Linked DNA regions of Mus musculus: all the other regions are linked to region 3. The links are chromatin contacts, called in public HiChIP or PLAC-seq maps. All regions are on one chromosome and are shown on one strand. The core of a region is the stretch at or near the end of the contact, and the rest is flanking DNA. Distances in the headings are between cores, read along the strand shown.

The links. HiChIP or PLAC-seq counts read pairs in DNA pulled down with a chosen protein or histone mark.
Region 1: a BATF HiChIP or PLAC-seq map of CD8 T cells shows a contact between it and region 3, with 38 read pairs. The contact joins two enhancer-like sites. A contact is called at or near these places in 2 of 15 datasets of contacts at CTCF or cohesin (CD8 T cells and pro-B cells), 16 of 484 Hi-C or Micro-C datasets (B cells, CD4 T cells, the P5424 cell line and 11 more) and 15 of 115 datasets of contacts at active chromatin or transcription factors (the 230-238 cell line, CD8 T cells, the SCID.adh cell line and 9 more).
Region 2: an H3K27ac HiChIP or PLAC-seq map of regulatory T cell precursor shows a contact between it and region 3, with 5 times the contacts expected there. The contact joins the promoter of Dcaf17 here to the enhancer-like site in region 3. A contact is called at or near these places in 6 of 39 promoter capture datasets (cranial neural crest, hematopoietic stem and progenitor cells, hippocampal neurons and 3 more), 2 of 15 datasets of contacts at CTCF or cohesin (CD8 T cells and pro-B cells), 10 of 484 Hi-C or Micro-C datasets (B cells, the C10 cell line, CD4 T cells and 6 more), 16 of 115 datasets of contacts at active chromatin or transcription factors (the 230-238 cell line, CD8 T cells, the SCID.adh cell line and 11 more) and 2 of 9 other capture datasets (adipose tissue and liver).

The regions. Positions count from the first base shown.
Region 1 is chr2:71,030,586-71,034,175 of GRCm38.p6, reverse strand. All of the region lies in intron 1 of Mettl8 (methyltransferase like 8), which reads left to right. Among named protein-coding and RNA genes, the nearest start is that of Mettl8, 23 kb to the left of the region's middle. Within about 2 kb of position 1,900, at least 71 of the 459 cell types and tissues checked have an H3K27ac peak or open chromatin away from gene starts, as enhancers often do. A contact at or near this core is called in CD8 T cells, the SCID.adh cell line, Th1 cells and 3 more, where this site is marked.
Region 2 is chr2:71,054,311-71,057,982 of GRCm38.p6, reverse strand. It overlaps Dcaf17 (DDB1 and CUL4 associated factor 17), which reads right to left and starts at 2,239. Exons shown (of 14, transcript NM_001165980.1): 1 at 1,864-2,239; 2 at 1,385-1,488. The coding sequence starts at 1,989. It overlaps Mettl8 (methyltransferase like 8), which reads left to right and starts at 2,377. Exons shown (of 10, transcript NM_145524.3): 1 at 2,377-2,612.
Region 3 is chr2:70,843,436-70,847,140 of GRCm38.p6, reverse strand. No RefSeq gene overlaps it. Among named protein-coding and RNA genes, the nearest start is that of Gm39842, 6.4 kb to the right of the region's middle. Within about 2 kb of position 1,905, at least 22 of the 459 cell types and tissues checked have an H3K27ac peak or open chromatin away from gene starts, as enhancers often do. A contact at or near this core is called in CD8 T cells, the SCID.adh cell line, Th1 cells and 4 more, where this site is marked.

The DNA of each region.
Region 1 (3,590 bases), core at 651-3,150, 190 kb before region 3:
GACTATAATAGGCCTTTATTTTTCCAGGCTCCTTAACTATTTTCTCATCTATGCGAGACCCACCTGGTCTTCACCCGGTGCTGTTCCTCAGGGGAACCGGAACACAAGCAGCTGCGTCCTCCCTCTGTTTCTGCCCGCACTGTTGCAGCAAGAGACTTGGTATTACTGTCAGTTTGACTTGTCCCAACTGAGCCCTTCAACACCGAATTACTCGCAGGGGTTGGTAGGGATTAATTATTCATTAATTTTATTGTGTTTCTTTCTCTTCTTCAAGCATTAAGGGGCATCCTTTAAAAATGTTCTGGTGGGGTGGCTGGAAGGAAAAGGTGTTTGAACCAAACCTAATGATCTTGGTTCAGTTTCTGGAACCCACACGGTAAGAGAGAACTTCCTCAAGTTTCCTTCTGAGCTCTCTCTATGTGTGTGTGTGTATTTATACATACACACACACACACACACATATATATACATATATATGTATATATACATTCATATTCTCTCTCTCATGAGTGTGTGCACTCTAAACAAAATTGTTTTAAAAAGAACGAACTCCATTTTACACGTGAACCTCTAGGCTTCAGTACAGTAAGTAGTGGGGCTGATCCTGTCATCAGCTTTAGCATTCTTTCCCAGCCCAGTGTGTTGCTGGCTTGGGAAGTTGGGACTCCATAGAGCTCTTTAAGCTAAGAAGCTTCCTGGTGAAGAGCTTGGTTCGATAGCCACAGAGCCCTGTGGACATTCTAAGGAGAGCCAAACTGACGCTAGCCATGGTGACATTTGGCTAGCATCAGACGCCTGCCACGAACCCAGCACTATGCCTATCCCTCCTGGAAGCCTCCTGTATTTTGAAAACACCATATTGGCCACATTTATTAAAGAAAATCAAAATGATCAAAGTATCATGCCGGAAGTTGTGGAGTGACAGTGACAGACCCCAGATGCAGCTCAACCCACACTCTTCACCACATCAAGCACCACTTCCCAAGAGTCCTCCCGTGCTCCTGCCCAACTTGGAGTAGTTGACTGCTAAGGAGAACTAAGAGTAGAACCTTCTGGAACAGAATCTCCTGACACCATATTTATTCCTCAATGCTGAGAAGTAAGGGACTGTTACAAGAAAAAAAAGACCAAAAACCAAAAAACCAAAACATTCTCAGCTTCCTGGGTTGACGTAAAATGTGTTTACTATGTTGTCTGTGAACACAAATCTAGGTATGTGCTCTTTGTGCACAGAGCGCCTATTCAGCCATAAAACTGGAATAAGTACAAACACTACGACAAAACCAATAAAACTCAAACTAACAGCATTATACTGTGACTGCTGTTTTTCCAGGGAAGCTAAATTGCAGCTCTCATTATAAACAAGGCCATGGCCATCACCACACAGGTTCTTTTGACCCTGGCCCATCTGTGCTGTTGTGTGCTGTGTGTCTGCTCAATTCCCTCACCGCCTTTCTCTGTTCAGAGTACTGCGGAATCTTTTTACAGTGCACTGTGTTCTCAGATGCATCATTTACATATTACATCTGTGCTGCTTGTTGCCGACAAGATCATAAATGCAAACACAGGCGCTGAAACCAAGCAGCGGTTACACGTGTGCTCGTGTTGATTTGGCTTTCAGATTATTATCATAATAAAAACCCAGCGACATCATCATGGAACCCTTGTTTGACAAAACCTACTTGAGAAGGCGTGCCAGTGGGGAAACTTTACCGCCGGCTGCCTTGCAGAAGAGGGAAGTAAGGTGGTGAATGGGAGCCCAGCTTTGAGCTTTTCTCCCTGCCCAAGTGTTTCCTTTTCATAGGTGTTTGTGGCTTTGTGGTCTTAGCTATGGTTAAGAATCTCTCACTCAAAACAGCATGTCCCTCTCACTGTTAGTGTTACTGCTTTTGTTACTAGGAGACACAGGGTAGCCAATTTAGAAGGCTCAGTTACTAAACAGTTCCTCCTGTCTGTTTCGGCCCCTTATTTCTGTTAAACCTGGGCTGCCACCACATCAAGTCTATCAACCACGTGCGCCTCTTTCACGTGTTCCTTTATCGCTTGTTTACTTATTTTCAGTGCTGGGGAACGAATTTGACCTTGAACGTGCTGGATAAATGCCCCACCACTGAACTACATCCCCAGCTTTCAGAGATTGAGACAGAGTGCAGGGTCTTCTGACCAGCCTGAGTTTCATAGTGAGACTTTGTATCAAATGGGAGTGAGAGATAACAGAAAGATGAAGCTGATTTAAATAACTGTGGGAATGTGTTGGCTCAATGGGGTGAGGAGACAGAGGCAGGACTGGTTCCAGTGACAATCCATCTACGGGATCCAGGGGACATAGCTTCTCATCGCCTTCTTAGTTTTCTGTACTCATAATTGCCTTTCAGCTTGAATTTATATCATGCTCTGCTAAGGCCAAGTCCATCTGTATGAAACATGAGTGTTCTCTTGCCATTCTAGTTCCTGACCCATTTGAAACCTCATGAGCACATTCTTAAAAAAAAAAAAACAAAAAACAATTCTCCTCTCATATATTAATTACATCCTGACCACAGTTTCTCCCCCATCCTCTCCTCCCAGCTCCCCTGCCACCTCCCCTCCTCCCCAGATCTACTCCTCTTCCATTTCCCTTCAGGAAAGAGCAGGCTTCCCAGGGATATCAACAGAAGAAGGCATAAGAAGCTGCAGTAAGACTCGGTACCTCCCCTCATATTAAAGCTGGACAAGGCAACCCAATAGGAGGAAAAGGCTCTCAGAAGCAGGCAAAAAGAGTCAGAGACAGCTCCCACTCCCGCTCTTAGGAGTCCCACAAGAACACCAAGCTACATATGCAGAGGACCTAAGTCAGACCTTACAGGCTTTCTGATTGTTGCTTTAGTGTATATGAGTCAGGCCTGTGAGTCTTGATTAGTGGATTCTGTGGACTGTTTTCTTGTGTCCTTGACACCTCTGGCTCCTACAATCCTTCCTCCTCCTCTTCTGCAGGATTCCTGAGCTCCAACTAATGTTTGGCTGTGGGTCTCTGCGTCTTCTCCTATCAGCTGGATGGAGCCTCTCTTGATTATGCAATCTAACAAGTATAGCAGAGTATCATTAAGAATCATTTCATTGACTCCTTCCTTCCTTCCTTCCCTCCCTCCCCTCTCTGTCCCTGTCTCTGTCTCTCTTTTTTTTCTGTTTTTGTTTATTAATTTTTTATTTTTTATTTGCCAGTTGTGCTTGGTTCTACCCTAGGTCTCTGGGCTGTCTAGCCTCTGGCTCCTCCCACTCCAGGCAGTGTCACGTCAAGTGTGGGCTCTCTCCTGGTGTGGGTCTCAAGTTAGATCAGTCATTGGTTGGCCACTCCCACAAGTTCTGCACCACCTTTATTTATCCCAGCACATCTTGCAAACAGTACAGATTGTAGGTCAAAGGTTTTGTGTCTGGATTGGTGTCCCAGTCCCTCCACTGGAAGCCTTACCTGGTTACAGGAGATAGCTGGCTCAGGTTTCGAATCTCCCTTTGCTAGGAGTCTTTGTAAGTTCCAGGGAGTTTCCATTGCCCTAGGTTTCTATCTCTCTCCTGATTTGTCTCCCAATTCCAGTCATCTCTCCCAGTGCTCC
Region 2 (3,672 bases), core at 990-3,489, 210 kb before region 3:
CCATGAGTTGTTGGGGCTGAGTCCTACCTTAGTATAGTTGAAAGTTGGGGCTCCCATGGAGACTCTACCTTGGGTATAACTACAGTGTAGAGTAACAGGGCCCTAACTACACTTTTCTTTGTAAGGTCCCGATTGGCCTTATCTTTCTTTCCTGGCCTGAGCATTCCCTCAGCTTCCTAAACTGCTCAGCTTTTTCTGTTAGGGGAGTCACTGCATTGACTCCCATGACCAGCTCCGTGGAGTCGACTTGAAGACTGCCTGGGAAAAGAAGCAGGCCATGAAACAGCCCCAAGTTCTTTCTAATAAAACTGACTTTACCTGCAACAGATGCAGAGAATTTCAAGTATGTGTGTACTCTGTCAATCACTGGAAGTTACATCCAAGGGCGAATCGAGGGACATGGGTAGATTCACCAGCACTAAAGGCTAATAAATTGTAGGTTGGGCGATTTGCCAAAGAACCAAAAAAAAAAAAAAAAAAAAAAGATACCTCCTGGAGTCAAGGCAAACCTCAAAAATCACTAGTCTCTCTGACTTCCAGTTTCTGATCCCACAAGAAAAGAACTTAGGCGTTATTAATCACTTCTGAGATAGTTCCAGCTGGTGCCCTGCAAGCATGAGGACCGGAATTTAGATCCCCAATACTCATGGTTTTCCTAGAGTTGTGGAGGTGGAGACAGGCAAATTCATAGCACTTGCTGACCAGGCTGTCTACAGGTATTCTAGCTTCCCAGTCCAGTGAAAGGAGAACCTATCTCAACAAGGTGATTTGCTCCGGAGGAACAACACCACTGAAGCTTGGCACACAGAAAAATGCCCATAATTCTTACAGATGCAAAGTGAAAGATAAAGAGCGGCAATTCCATAATCCCTTAATCCAGGTGACGGGCATGGAAGCATCAATTCACTGTGTCGTTCTCTTCAGTCTGACCTTGAATGGATGGAGGCTGGCTGTTAAATACTATTTATCTACAAATACTATACTTTTGTTTGAACATTTTTTTTCTCTTGGGAAAAAAAAAAAAGTACTTCTAAAACAAAATGCCTGTCTCCTAAGCAGCATCTAATTATTTCACAACCCATTTTCTGGACTCTGATCTTTAAATGGGTATAAAACAGCAAACTGTGCTGAGAAACGTATTATTTTGCCTGTGCTATAATTTTGTGTGAAATAAAAGTATTTACAAAGATGAAGTCCGAAACTTTAGACTTAACGAGTTTTTAAGATCACATGCATTTTCCACCTAGTTTTATTATGGACTCATTTTTTTTTTTTTTTTCATCTTCCAATTTCACTAAGTACTAAAGAAGCCACGTGGTTCTATAAAAACTAGGGTCAGGTGGATTATAGCAAAAAAAAAAAAAAATCATCACCAAGAATTTACCTGCTGACACAGCACCGGTAATTGTCAAAATATATTCTTCCTCTCTCATAGGCTATAGGTGACTTGGAATGAGTTGTCCAAACATTCTTAAATTTAGTACTCTCCTGAAAGACACAAAGAATTTCAGTTTAGGAAAGAACTCAGTCCCCTGCTATGGAACCATTTTCGGTGGGTAGTTGAAATCTACAGTTTTAAAGTACATTGTTTCTCCTTTTTTTTTTTTTTTTTTCTCCCTCTGCCCATAGATGTCGGTTTAGTTGGATGCCCAAGTTTTGAATCGATTGTTTGCAGGAAGGCAAAAGAAGCTTTTTAAAAACTACGCCAGGCGGCGGACCTGAGTACCTATTTTCTAATACCCTAATTGCGGGACACGGATGCCCCTCCCCACGTAAGACCCTCAAAGGGGTATCAGAGCGCGTAAAAAACTGCAGCCCGGCAGGAGGTTGGACCCCGGGCACCCCGACTTCGGCGGGCGTCACCTGGCACACCAGCGCCCGCAGGATGCCCAGGTTCGTCCTCTGCACCACGCCTGCGTCGCGTGCATAGAAGCCCAGAGCCCGGCGACTCAGCCTGCGGCACACATTGGCCTTCCGGGTCCGGCCCATGGAGACTAGGGGTCCGCAGGGCCCAGGAGGGGCGCGCCCCTCACTTCCGCGAGGGGTGGCAGCCGCCACCTGCGAACCTCAAAGGAAGGCTGACGCGGGACCCCGCGCTGGGGACTCGGGGCAGAGATCAAGAGGTAGCGACACACGGATTTGACGCAAAGGAACAGAATCAACGGCGCCTTCCTGGCCCTTCTTTCTGCTCTCGGGATTAACGCTGCACCTCGCGGCCCTCCGTATCCACTCCCTCTCCCGGAAATGTAGTCCCCTTGGCCTTTTCCGCCCCTATGGCTTCTTTTTCAGAACTACAATTCCCGTCAGGCAGAGCGAGGGCTGGCCTGGCCCCGCCCCACCCCTCCCTGCCCCTAGCCCGCCTCTCCTGGCCCTAATAGGCTGCGCCGTAGGGCTGCGCAGTGGGTCGGGTAGCCTTCCGGGCTGCACGCGGTAAACCTGGATAGCTTTGGTGGGTGCTGTGCAGCCACCTGGTGGTGTCGCTTCACCTGTGTGTCCCAGGAAGCAGTCCCTTTCTGCCCTGGTCGTGGGACGACTGCCAACCCCTCCTTTGGCCCTGCAAGGCTCTGGCCACGCGTCCAGAGGGGCGTTGTGGCCAGTGGGACCCTCCAAAGGTACGCCCCGTGGCTTTCCCTCAGCCGCACTTGGGACGTTGTGGATGAGGTTGACTTCAACATTTAGTTGTGTAACCACTATGCTTTTGTATGGTAATTAGTGGTGAAAGTTGCTGTTTTTCCCATCAAAGTAGGATTGAATTTCTCCTTCCCAAAGGCTCGTCCTTGTGTGGCCAGCGGGGACCCTGACTGGTTTTGTGGTAATTGCTGTGTTTTCTTCCTCCTTCCATTTTTCCCCCTTATAGGGAATAAAATATGAAATGTTTGCATTCTTATTGAACTGCCTAAGATAATCCAGGTTGACTTCTCTAAGTAAAAAATAACATTCTCTGTGAACTAGCTCAGCCTGCGTGTTCAAAATTACTAACATACTAAAAATTTCCGTAACTGTATACCAAATGCGACCCGTAACCTCATTGTAAACCCCTTTAGTGTGGTGTCTGCATCTCCCACATAGACTTAATAGACTTGGCATGCCACTCCGTGATCTTAAGTGCTTAAAGAAAAAGTCAGTAAGCACACCAGCTTTCTGATCGACAGAAGTACAGTACAGGATGGATGTGCTGGATCAAACGTTAGCCGTTTCATTTTGTTGTTTTAAATGGAAAACTCTTATACCCTTGATGCATTTCCTTCGGGGTCTGGCTTTTTTGTTTGTTTGTTTGGTTGTTTTGTTGGAGGTTTTTTTTTTCCCCCCCTGATATTTCATGACCTGCTTATAGCATACGGTGGAGTGAGTGCTTTGTATATTTTTAGAAAGCTCCACAATAGTTAATTTGGTCATTCATGAATGCAGCTGTCACTGAAATGCTGGAACCCAGAAAAATATAGCTGGATTTTCTTTGGCTGAAGCGAAATGCAAATCATTGCTGAATTGCACTCATCATTTCCTTTTTGTCTTTCTTGTCGCAGCTCTTGTCTTTCTGTGCTCTCCCACCATGGCTGAGCTTTGGTTTCTGTGCTTGTTTTTCACATGACTTCTAAGATGCCACTATGCTCCACTATTACCACAAAAACAGTAGCAAGTAGTGGGCATATTGTGATCATACCTTCCGCGCAT
Region 3 (3,705 bases), core at 656-3,155:
CAAAACTACCAGGGTAAGAAAAAAAATACTGAAAAATGTTTTCTATAACAGGCAGTGATAATACCCAAATATCCTTAGATATAAAAAGCATCTATAAATCAATAAGACAAAATAAAAACCTAGTTAGAAAAATGGGCAAAAGATAAAACAGATGATTTAGAGAAGAAATAAAGGTAACCAATAAACAGAGGGGGAAATTAAATTTCAGCTACCATGGAGTAAAATTAAGAATTCATACAGATACAGTAGATCTTTAAATAAAAACAAGAAGCTCATGAAATATACCCAGGATAATAGTTTCCTTAGAGATGAGGTAGAGAGAAACTTTAATTGAAAACGTTAATATTATTGATAGATATCTTTGTTTCTTGTGGAGTGGTAAACTTGGAGATGCCAATTTAATCTTAAATGGCATTAACATATTGTCTTAGTCAGGGTTTCTATTCCTGCACAAACATCATGACCAAGAAGCAAGTTTGGGAGGAAAGGGTTTATTCGGCTTACACTTCCACACTGCTGTTCATCACCAAGGAAGTCAGGACTGGAACTCAAGCAGGTCAGAAAGCAGGAGCTGATGCAGAGGCCATGGATGGATGTTCTTTACTGGCTTGCTCAGCCTGCTCTCTTATAGAACCAAGGTTACCAGCCCAGAGATAGTCCTACCCACAAGGGGCCTTTCCCCCTTGATCACTAATTGAGAAAATGCCTTACAGTTGGATCTCATGGAGGCATTTCCTCAAATGAAGCTCCTTTTTCTGTGATAACTCCAGCTGTGTCAAGTTGACACAAAACTAGCCAGTACACATATGATGTGGTTACTTTGTCAACTTGATATACTCTACAATCACCTGGAAAGAAGGTCTCAGGGAGAGATGTCTAGGTCAGGTTGGACTGTAGGCATATTTGTGTGTGATGGCTTATCCTGTATTAATTGTGATGGGAAGTCCACTGTGGGCAACACAATTCTGTGGGCAGGGGATCCTGGACCGTATAGCAAGGGAAAAAGTAAAGTCATCTTTAGCAAGCCTGAATGAACTCATTGTTCTCTGTGCTAGAAGGCCCCGCCCCTATGCCTTCTCCACCAAGATCTGATAGACACTGAGCCTATTAGAACTTGCTACCATCTTGACCTCCTATATTGAACTGTTGCTTTCTCCCTTAACTTGCTTTAGTCAGTGGATTTTATCACAGTCACAGGAAAAGGAACTAAGACAATATGAATGTTTCATTTGTTTTTCTTTGTGTATTTTCAGTTTGATGTTTCTGAATAGGAAAGCAGGTTGTTAAACTTATTTTGAAAGTACTCAATAGAAGTAATTTAAGCAAACAGAAAAATCGCAGAAGGATAAGAAGAAATCCCATATACCTTTGGTTTAGAGATTTAATAATTTAATAATATTATTTTGGGGAGGATCTATTGTTGGTTCATGTGTTGTACCTACGGTGTTATATTTTTCTAGCCCCCTTTACTTTCAAGTACTAGCTTTGAGTTTGTTAAGACTAAAGGGAGTTTTCTCTAGGCACTCAGCTTCTGTGAGGAGCCAGGAGCTAGTCTCATTGGCCAGAGAGTGAGCTTTCAAAGCTGTAAGGAGATGAACTGGTTTGACAAGAGGGGGAGGGAGGGATTGTGAATCAATATGTATAAGGAGGAAAGCCAGCTGATGGGCATGCAGGAACTAGAGATCCCAGATCAGGATGATCCCACCATACTCCAGGATCAGGGACATCATCTCACTAGGATAGGGTTCAAGGCCTGGTTCAGTTTTCTTCATTTTAGTTTCACAGATGCCACCAAATGCACAGGGACTTAACATTTTCACCACATCGCTTAATTCCGTGCTCGAGGGGGATTCACACCAATCAAAGTCACCACACACAGATCAGCGCTACCTGCCCTTTCGATTCTGATCATTTCGGGATCTCAGTGGCTAGGTTTTTACATCACAGACTTTGAAGTCTTGTTTCAAGATCATGAAAGCAGCAGCAAATTTTACTGCAGACATTAATCCTCCCAGTTTCTGCGAAAACAACAGAACCAGCAGCAAGCCTTTCTTGTTTCAGTTCTAGTCCACACAGAGAGGTCCTTATGCCTATGGTTTTGCACACACTGAATTCACCCTCCCTTCAAGTCCTCGCTCTTCATGATCAGAGCTAGTCATGTTTGCAAGGCCTGAGCTCTGAACTTGCAGACATTTTCATTAGGCTTCCAGGGTTGTATCTCGTGAATTTGTCTTCTCTAGCTTTGAACTTCATGTTAAAGACAAAATTGCTTCCTCCTACCCATGTTTCCACACCCACACACCCCCTCTAACATGACAAGTGACTCATTTGTAGAATTTACATTACTAAAAATTTACTTTCAAATCTTTGTCCAAATAGTGGTCTGTTCTTTTTTTTTTTCTTTCTTTCTTTTTCTATGTCTGTGTCTGTAGGTTCCTCTGTGTGTGTGTGTGTGTGTGTACATGTGTGCACAGCTATGTAGAAGACAGAGGACAACCTCAGGTGTCATTCCTCAGGAATCACCTAGTGTTTTGTTTGGTTGGTTGGTTTTGTTTCTGAGACAAGGTATTTCACTGGCCAAGCTCTCCCAGCAAGGCTTGCTAGTCACAGACAGTGCCCACACCTCAGGATCTACCTGTCAGCCCTCCCTGGGTTAAAATTCATCACATGATTTTTCACATGAGGCCTCATATCCAAGGAGAAGTATTGCATGGACCAAACAACACTGGGAAGGGTCCCATCATCTCAGCATCTGAGTTTCTATGGCAAGAGCTACCTCTGACACTGCCATCCAGAAGGCAGACATGTTCTCTTCCTGGGTAGTAGCTCCTCTAAGTATTCATTGCCTGTGGATAATGAAATTAGCTTATAGAGAAATTTGTGTCAGCTTGTTTGTCTAATTCTCTTTCTCTCCCTCCTTTCTTTATCAAATCAAATAAAAATGTTATATGCTTGGTTCTCAACCTTCCTAATGCTGCAACCCTTTAACACATTTCCTCATGCTGTGGAGAACCCCAATCATAAAATGATTTTGTTGCTACTTTGTAACTGTAGTTTTGCTACTATAATGAGATGTAATGTAAAGAGCTGATATGTAACCCTAAAGGAGCCACAACACAGTGTAGGATTAGATTTTTCTCTAAACCTACTATATTTAGGGTTCTTGAATGCTTCAACCTCCCTTTTAGCCCACCAATCAGAGGTAGAGGAAAAGGTTTATAGAAAAAGGTGAGTTTGTGGACTTGTTTAGAAGTAGTTTTTTTGTTTTGTTTTTGGTGGCGCGCGCGCGCCTGTGTGTGTGTGTGTGTGTGTGTGTGTGTGTGTGTGTTTGGGTGTGTGTGTGTGTGTGTGTGTGTGTGTGACTCCCATTCTTCATTGTCAGGAGACCAGCACTTCACTACAATAGCAAACACCAAACATGAATCAGTAGCAGCTCAAGCCAGCAGAAACTGCAAGGCTCCACTAATTCAGTACAAGTCAACGGAAACCCCAAGAACCAGCCATAATACATAGTAAGTTCTTCGGTGAGTTTCTATCTACGAAGTAAAGACCAGTGAAGATCAGCAAAGCGTCACATGGCGTCACAGTGCAAGAATAACCTCTCACTGTCTGTGGGGTTCCATTTATACTCTCTCCCAAACATCACACGCCCTCTCATGTGTCTGCTTCAGCAAAACACCCTCTCACAAGACAAAAACATCACAT